Regions from separate parts of the Gossypium arboreum genome. Here region 2 is linked to region 1. The links are chromatin contacts, called in public Hi-C maps. All regions are on one chromosome and are shown on one strand. The core of a region is the stretch at or near the end of the contact, and the rest is flanking DNA. Distances in the headings are between cores, read along the strand shown. Region 1 holds the start of LOC108469703 (14-3-3-like protein B). Region 2 holds the start of LOC108471189 (GEM-like protein 1).

The links. A called contact is a pair of places that touch in the nucleus more often than the background predicts.
Region 2: a contact with region 1 is called in a Hi-C map of leaf, with 4 times the contacts expected there. The contact joins the promoter of LOC108471189 here to the promoter of LOC108469703 in region 1. A contact is called at or near these places in 2 of 5 Hi-C or Micro-C datasets (both in leaf).

What each region holds. Positions count from the first base shown.
Region 1 is chr3:120,668,648-120,672,909 of ASM2569848v2, reverse strand. LOC108469703 (14-3-3-like protein B) reads right to left here and starts at 1,542. Exons shown (of 4, transcript XM_017770701.2): 1 at 741-1,542; 2 at 443-565. The coding sequence starts at 1,238.
Region 2 is chr3:121,059,012-121,062,938 of ASM2569848v2, reverse strand. LOC108471189 (GEM-like protein 1) reads left to right here and starts at 1,978. Exons shown (of 4, transcript XM_017772797.2): 1 at 1,978-2,553; 2 at 2,635-2,736; 3 at 3,067-3,338. The coding sequence starts at 2,265.

The DNA.
Region 1 (4,262 bases), core at 293-2,792:
CTTAAGTATTTCAAGTTTGTTCACTGACCTACCATCTTACTATGTTGTTCAACTCTTCATTTTTCTTAAAACACCCGTATCTGACTTATTAAGACACGGATATGGAATATCACCCTCCAAATATATATGACTTAATTGCTCATAAGGATTTGGTTTAGCAGATCTGCATCAAAAAACATTATGTACTATAGCTAACACCCTGATTTAACACTAGTTTCTTCCCAAGTTCAAAATTTTCAAAATGAGAAGTGAGTTTAAAGTAATAGAATGATGAGAATCAAACAAATACAAATGGAGCTATCTTTTTGCAATTATCTGAACAAAAAATTATTTAACTCATGCTGGTTCATACTTTAATCTAATAGGCTCCAGATTAAACTAAATGGTGGATTTATAGCATAAAACATGATAAAGTGGTAACAAAAATAACAGGAAAACGCACCTGTTTAGCCATGCTACATGCCTTGTCTGACTGATTGAGAATCTCATAGTAGAACACCGAGAAATTCAGCGCAAGCCCCAATCTGATAGGGTGCGTCGGTGCTAGATCCTCCAGTGCAATATCCTTCATTCAGTTCAACACAAAAATCTAAAGAATCAACTTTGGAAGAAGAAAATATGAAAGAGGTTTCACAATCGAAGCCCCAACCGTAAAGTCATATTCCCCCAAGTCAACATCCAAAATTGTACTGTAAAATTCAACTATTCAATCAAAGCTTGAGCTGGAGTTAAAATGTTACCTGAGCAGCCTTGTAAGACAACATAGTATCCTCAGCAGCAGCTTTCCTCTCATCACCAACCTTAAACTCCGCTAAATAGCGATGATAATCTCCTTTCATCTTCAAATAGAAAACCTTGGACTCACTAGCAGTAGCAGAGAGGATCAGATTCGACTCCAATAAAGTCAAGATACTAGCGCAAACTTCCGACAACTCGGATTCAATCTTGGATCTGTACTCCTTAACCAGCACAACATGTTCCTCGTTCTTTCGACCTTCTTCTTTCTGCTCGATGGAAGAAACGATTCTCCACGCGGCACGTAGAGATCCGATGACGTTTTTGTAGGCGACGGAGAGAAGGTTCCTTTCCTCGACGGTTAATTCAGCGGCTGGGGTTGAGCCCAGGACCAGCTTTTGCATGAACTGAAGCATCTCCTCATAGCGCTCAGCTTGCTCGGATAGCTTCGCTAAGTAAACGTACTGATCGCGGCTCAGGTTGGCGGTGACCGTCGTCGCCATTTGCCGTAATGGTGGGTTTCGAGGGAGAGAACGTTTTTCAGTTTTTTTTTTTTTTGCCTTCGCTTTCGGGAGGGACGCTGAAGGCCTGAAGATTTAGAGGGTTTTTTTTTTTTTAACGCAAGGTTGAGGAGGGTATAATGGTAATTAAAAATGAGAATAGAATTGGTTGTTGGTTTTTTGTTTTTCTTAATTTTATTTAATTAAGATAGACTTATTATTGAATTTTTGAGCGAAGAAAAGTATGGTTTTGTTGGGGAATCTGGATTTGAAAACTAATGATTCAGGATTTAAAATGGAATTGGGCGGTTTTGGAGATAAGATTTGCCTGTAATAAGTGGGACCTAATCCAGCTCGAAACGGTGCCGTTTTGAGCATGACTGATAACGTTTTCAACGCGAGTATCAAATCAAACTCTATCAAAGGCTTCGTCGTTTATAGTTCTCTCCAGCTGGCCTTTGTTTTTTTAAATTGTATTCCTTTTGGCGGCTTTCCTTGTGTTGCAGCAGGCCAGCCAACCAAAATAAAAGTTTTAAAGCTCTAACTTTTCCTCTGCTATAATATAATACACCAACTTTTTAAAAATATTTATTATTCAAAAATTCCTATCTATGGAATGAATTATGCTAAAATATGGATACGGCTTAAAACGCTTCCAATGGGCTGGATGAAGTTGGAACTGCATCTTAATGCAGACCACATCAATATATTAACTTAAGAATTTGTAAAACAACAACGCTAAACTACTTAGTTGGTGACATAATTTTTAGAGTATTTTTATTTTAATCACTTAAAATAAAATTTTTACAATTTGATCACCTAATTTTTAGGATGCTTTCATTTTAATTATCTAAATATTTAATCTCTAATGACTGTTAATTATACACATTACATTATGTTTACACTTTTATTTTGGTCACCTAAAAGATATCTTTTTAAATATTGATTGGGATAAAAATTAAAGATTAAAGTGAAAAGAGGTAGAAACTAAAATAATACACAAAATTTGTCAATTTGTAATTGTTTATTCTATTGTTGAAAATTCTATTTTTAATATCAAAATTTAAATTTCAAAACATCAAAATAAATTGAATAAACTATTGAAACAATTTTATCCATTGATAATGTCAATCGATTTGTATTATAATATTAAAATTAATTCATTTATTCTCCTTTTAAATTTTAAAATTAACAAAATCAACAAATAACTTATATATAATAATTGTCTATGAAGCTTAAATTTATTTTGATTGTATAATTTGGATTCTTCCATGCTAAGCTAAAAGTAAAGAAAATATCCTTGAAATTAATTAAATTAATTGTTTGTTCTATGCTTGGGTAAATAAGTGATGAAAAATTATGACTATTGCTTGGCATGGTAGATAAAATTAATTTATTTATTTAATTGTAAGGATTTTTCTTTACTTCTAGATTAACATAGAAAATTCAAGATTATATAGTTAAAATAAATTTGGGTTTCAGTAAACAACTATTAAAGACAATAAGTTTCATTGATACTTTTGTAAAATAATTTTAAAACATCAAAATAAATTAATAACTTGTTGAAATTTCTTTATTTATTAATAATGTAAATTGATTTGTTACTATAATTTTGAATCTTAATATTTAAAATTTATATTTCAAAAAAAATTAGAACTTTCGCAATGAGATAAACAAGTACAATTTGATAAATTTTGTTTATTATTTTAGTTTCTACCTTTTTAAAACTTTAATCCTTTGTTTTTTTTTACCCGAATCAATATTTAAAAAAGATATTTATTGGGTGACCAAATTGAAAGCAACTTAAAAGTTGAGTAACCAAAATGAAAATGCAAACATGATGTGGTGTCTACAATTAACCACCATCAGAGGTTTACTGCTTGAGTGACTAAAATGAAAGCGCTCTAAAAGTTGGGTGACCAAATTGCAAGGATTTCATTTTAAATGACCAAAATTAAAGTGCCCTAAAAATTGAGTGATCAACTAGAGAATTTACCCTAAAAATAAATATGTAACAACCTGTTTTTTGTCAAATCAGAACAGTGGTTTCAAGATCACAAATCTGATGTCAAAATAATTATTTTATTATTATTTTAATCTCTACAACATGATAGTATGATTGTGTGAAAATATCGTTAACAAATTTTATCGTTTGAGTGCTTAATTTGATAAAAAGGATTAAATAGCGTAAAATGTAAAAGATATGTTCTAATAACTAAATGTGTCTAATAGCTATAGAGCCTTAAAGTGGAGGTCCTTACATGGTAATTAACCCATAATAGTGATAGTGGATTATAATGGCTTGGCATTTTGTGTAATTTGAAAAGTCAATAAAGGTTAATTAAGTAATTAGGTAATTAAAGTTAATAATAAATAAAACCACATTAAACACCATTTTGTATCATTTTTCTTCAACCGAATTTCACAAAGAAGAAAGCCATTTTTGTGCTTAACTTACGAAAATCTTATCTCCTTCAATTAGGTATGTATTTTTAATCCGTTTTTGATGATTTCTATGTTTTTGGAGTCGTTTCAACTTAATCTAGCTAGCCCAGGGACTAATTTGCAAAAATGTTAAAGATTTAGGGTTTTTCCATTGATTAATGTACATGTATTTTAAAGTTTGATGATAGAAAATGTATGGTTGTTGTTAGATAGATAAACAACATTTGTAAAGTGATTTTTTGGTAAAATGTCCAATTAGGGATTAAATTGAAAAATGTGATAAATTATGTGGAAAATGTGTGAAATAATAAAAAATATGGGCTACTATGGTAATAAGGGAAATTCAGCTAGCATAGGTAGGGACCTAATTACATGAATTTGTATTTTTAAGGGCACAAGAGTAAAGTTCCCATAATATGCTTTTTGGGCTAAGTTGAATAAATTGATAATTGAATAAGTTAATTTTCATTACATTTAGATCAAGAAAAGCGAAGTTAGGATCCAAATCGGGGGAAAATAAAATATTGGATTAGTCAATTCATTTCATCGTTTTTGCGATTGAGGTAAGTTCGTATGCTAATA
Region 2 (3,927 bases), core at 729-3,228, 390 kb before region 1:
GGGTAACTATGAACTTCGTTAGTGGGTTGCCCTTGACACCCACTAAGAAGGATTCTGTTTGGGTTTTCATGGATTGATTGATCAAGTCTGTTCATTTCCTTCCGGTTCAAACCGACTATTCTCTACAAAAGTTGGTGAAATTGTACATTTCCAAGATTATAAGACTTCATTGGGTTTCAGTGTCGATTATCTCAGATCAAGACCCTTAATTTACGTCTCGATTTTAGAAGAAACTGCATGAGGCTTTGGGTACTTAATTAGACTTTAGTACTTTGTTCCATATAAAGACTGATAGGCAATCTGAGAGGGTGGTTCAGATACTGGAGGATATGCTATGGAGTTGTGTTATCGACTTCTGTAGTAGTTGGGAGGAGTTTCTGCCACTCGCTGAATTTGCTTATAATAATAGCTTTCAGTTCAATATTTAGATAGTACCGTATGAGCTTTATATGGTCGTAACTTTCACACTCCGATATGTTGGATTGAGTTGGGTCAGAGGAGGATTATGGGTCCAGATATGGTTTCTGAGACTGAGGATAAGGTCAAATTGATTCGGGAAAGTCTTAATTCAGCTTCTAACAGATAGAAGTCTTATGAAGATCTTAAGAGAAAAGATATTGGGTTTGCTATGGGAGATCAAGTTTTCCTTAAAGGTGTCTCTGTGAATGCATTATTTGAAAATGAGAAAATTTTCAAGACATATGTTAATATGAGATGCTATTGTCCCTAAAGACCTTTTTAGTATCATGTAATCATATTAGATCTTGACCAGAGCTGAAATTAAGGTGGGTTAAATTTCTAAATAGGTGGTAAGTTTTTTTTAGTTTAGAGGTGAAGTTAAAAATTTTTTAACAGTAAAATTAAGTTAGGTATTTTTATAAGAGCTAAAATATATTATATTATTTTATTATTTTATATTTTTATAATTTTTAAATAATTAAATTAAAGTTCTATCATTTTAGGAGATAAAATATAAATTTTACTATGCTTTAATTTATAATTTTATAAAATTTAAAGGGTCAAACATATAATTTTTCATTTTAAGAGACTAAAACCTTTGCCAACACTTTACGCCGCCCTTGTTATTACTGTTTCTCTACCTACAAGGCTTGAATCCAAAAATTTATTTAAAATTATCAAATTCTTTACTAGTCAAAACTCTTATTTAGGAGAATATACTTAAGTAAATAATTATATAATCTATAGGGTGTTGAATTCTTACTCTAATTTCTTTCTTTATTTTTTAGAAAATTGCATATAGATTCAAAAATTATGCAACCCTATTTTTATGATATCATAGTGCTATTTGATTTTTTATATTAATTAGGCATTCTATTACACACGTATATTTATGAAAATTACATATTTAAAATATGAATGTTAGTTTTAAAATAATATATAATAAATAATAAAATATATGATTTGAAACTAATTAATAATAATATATGAAATATAGACGATATTAAAATTAAAAAGATTAATTTGTGAGTAAAATAAAATTTAAACACATAAATACTCTATATTAAGAAAACCAAATATATTGCAATCATTTATTATGATGTTATCATCAATCTTTAGTCGTTGTCAAGTTAACTTGTAACACCAACTTAATCAACAATATCATTAATATATAAACTATATATAATATAGTAAAATGTAAATATCATAATAAAATAAAAATTTAATTTAGTGGCGAATTTAATGTTTTATTGATATAAGTAATGCAAGTTTAAATCTCATAACATGTGAATTTTTAATTTTTAAAAAAAATTGAAGAAATTTTAAATAATATAATTTATTTTAATTAAAAATATTCACAAATTTTATAATTAAATTAAAGCATGATTGACTCGTAGTAAGGTTTAAATAATAGAATAGATGTGAGGTAATAAAAGAGGACAAGAATATAGATTTATTACCATACAACTTAATCCGACAAAGCCCAAAGAGACACAAAATCCTAGTTATAAACGGGCTTAGTACAATGTTTGGGCTCAAGTTGAAAGGCGAAGCGAAAATCTAGGACGTATAAGGCCTACCGAGTCGGACGTTACCGGATATTATTATGTCGTTGTCGTTGTCCTGTCGTGTGGCCATCTGCCAATTGCCGGCTGCTCCTTCCAATTTCAAATTCAAACCAAAACTTAACGTAACCAAATTCAACCCCACGACGAATCAATCCTACAATATTCCCTCACGATTTGACCCCTTAAAATATTTTCCATTTCTGTTTCTTCTGATCCCAACATCCATATATATAAATCATGAGCCAGCCAGAGTCCGATCCTAGCAACATCCCCGAAGCCAAACAGTCCACAACATCCTCGGACTCAACCCGAGTGCCGCCTCTCTGTTCCGATTACGCTCCGTACCCGAAATTAGACCCCAAGCACGTCGCTCCTCCACCGGAGAATTGGACTAACGTTTCCATGGGTTCCCAGTCGCAGCCTAATCAAGGGCCGGCGACGTTCTCTGGCAGCGCTGCTACCACCATGCCGGCTGAGTCGAATCCTTACGTTTCTCCTGCTCCGGTTCGATCATCTTCCGTCAAGAGTAACCCACTTGCTTCACCTTCTACTAAATTTGTTCTTTTTATTTGAATACCATTCATATTTAAGCCCTTTCGTTTAGCAGATAAGATGGGAGCAGTGAAAGAGGTGTTAGGGAAATTGGGAAAGAAAGCGGCGGAGGATACTAAGAAGGCAAAAGAGATAGCTGGGAACATGTGGCAACATTGTAATTATTTCTCTTTATTGACCACCCTTGGTTCCCCTGCACGATAGACTCAGTGACTCTTGAATTTTTAATATGAATTTTAGGTAGTGTTTGAATTTGGATTTCAAAAATAGTGTAAATCATGGATAAATAAATATATGTAAATATCAGATTAGTTTTCAAAATTATGGATTTGTTGAATATCTATTTAATAGTTTATACATTTCAAATGTATAGCATTAGGGTATTCTCAATACACGATATCAGTTGATTGGATTATGTTATATGAAGTATATATAATTAGTAAGTTTATGGGGTTTTTTTTTTTTGTTGTTGTTGTTGTTGCAACAGTGAAAACTGGGCCAAGTTTTGCTGATGCTGCTGTAGGAAGAATTGCTCAGGGTACCAAAGTTCTTGCAGAAGGTGGTTATGACAAGATTTTCCGAACAACATTTGAGACTGCTCCTGAGGAACAGCTTCTGAAGACTTATGCATGTTACTTGTCCACCTCGGCTGGTCCTGTTATGGGAGTTTTATATTTGTCAAGTCAAAAGCTTGCTTTTTGTAGCGACAATCCTCTGTCTTACCAAGTTGGTGCTCAGACTCAATGGAGCTACTATAAGGTATAAGAGCTTATGTTATGCGTTTCAGTTGGTCAAGTCATTGCATCTGTGTCTAATTGGTTAGGGTTGAGTGTAGACTGATTTTTTTAGATTTTACATTCCCAGGCAGTTCCATATATCACTAAAAGGACATGAATTATGGATTTTTTTCCCTTTATTGATTACATGTTTTGAAATTAGCATATCGGGGGCTCAATGCTTGATGATTCTATTTCTATCATCTATGTGGTTCCACCAAAAGTTGCCGATCCCGGATGCTTTGTTAGATTAAACCTTTGCTTTTAAATAAGCATCTGCAGTTATGACTTATGACCTGTTCGAGTTATTTGCTAAAGTTTTGTAGACCCCTTGTTTCATAAGGTCTTCATCATCTTTGATTTGTTCTTTTTCCTGCTTGGTTACCGTAGTGCTAGTTTTTGAGTTAGTGCTTTTGTAGTTAAAGCTGTGTTTGCCTTAACTTATTAATAAGGAGAAGTTGGTAATGGAATAGGTAAGGCTATTGAAATGAGTTGTAAAATAAGTGATTTTTCTGAGGTAGTTTATGTACCCCATCTTAATACGAATGTTAGATATTCCGTAACTTGTGTTT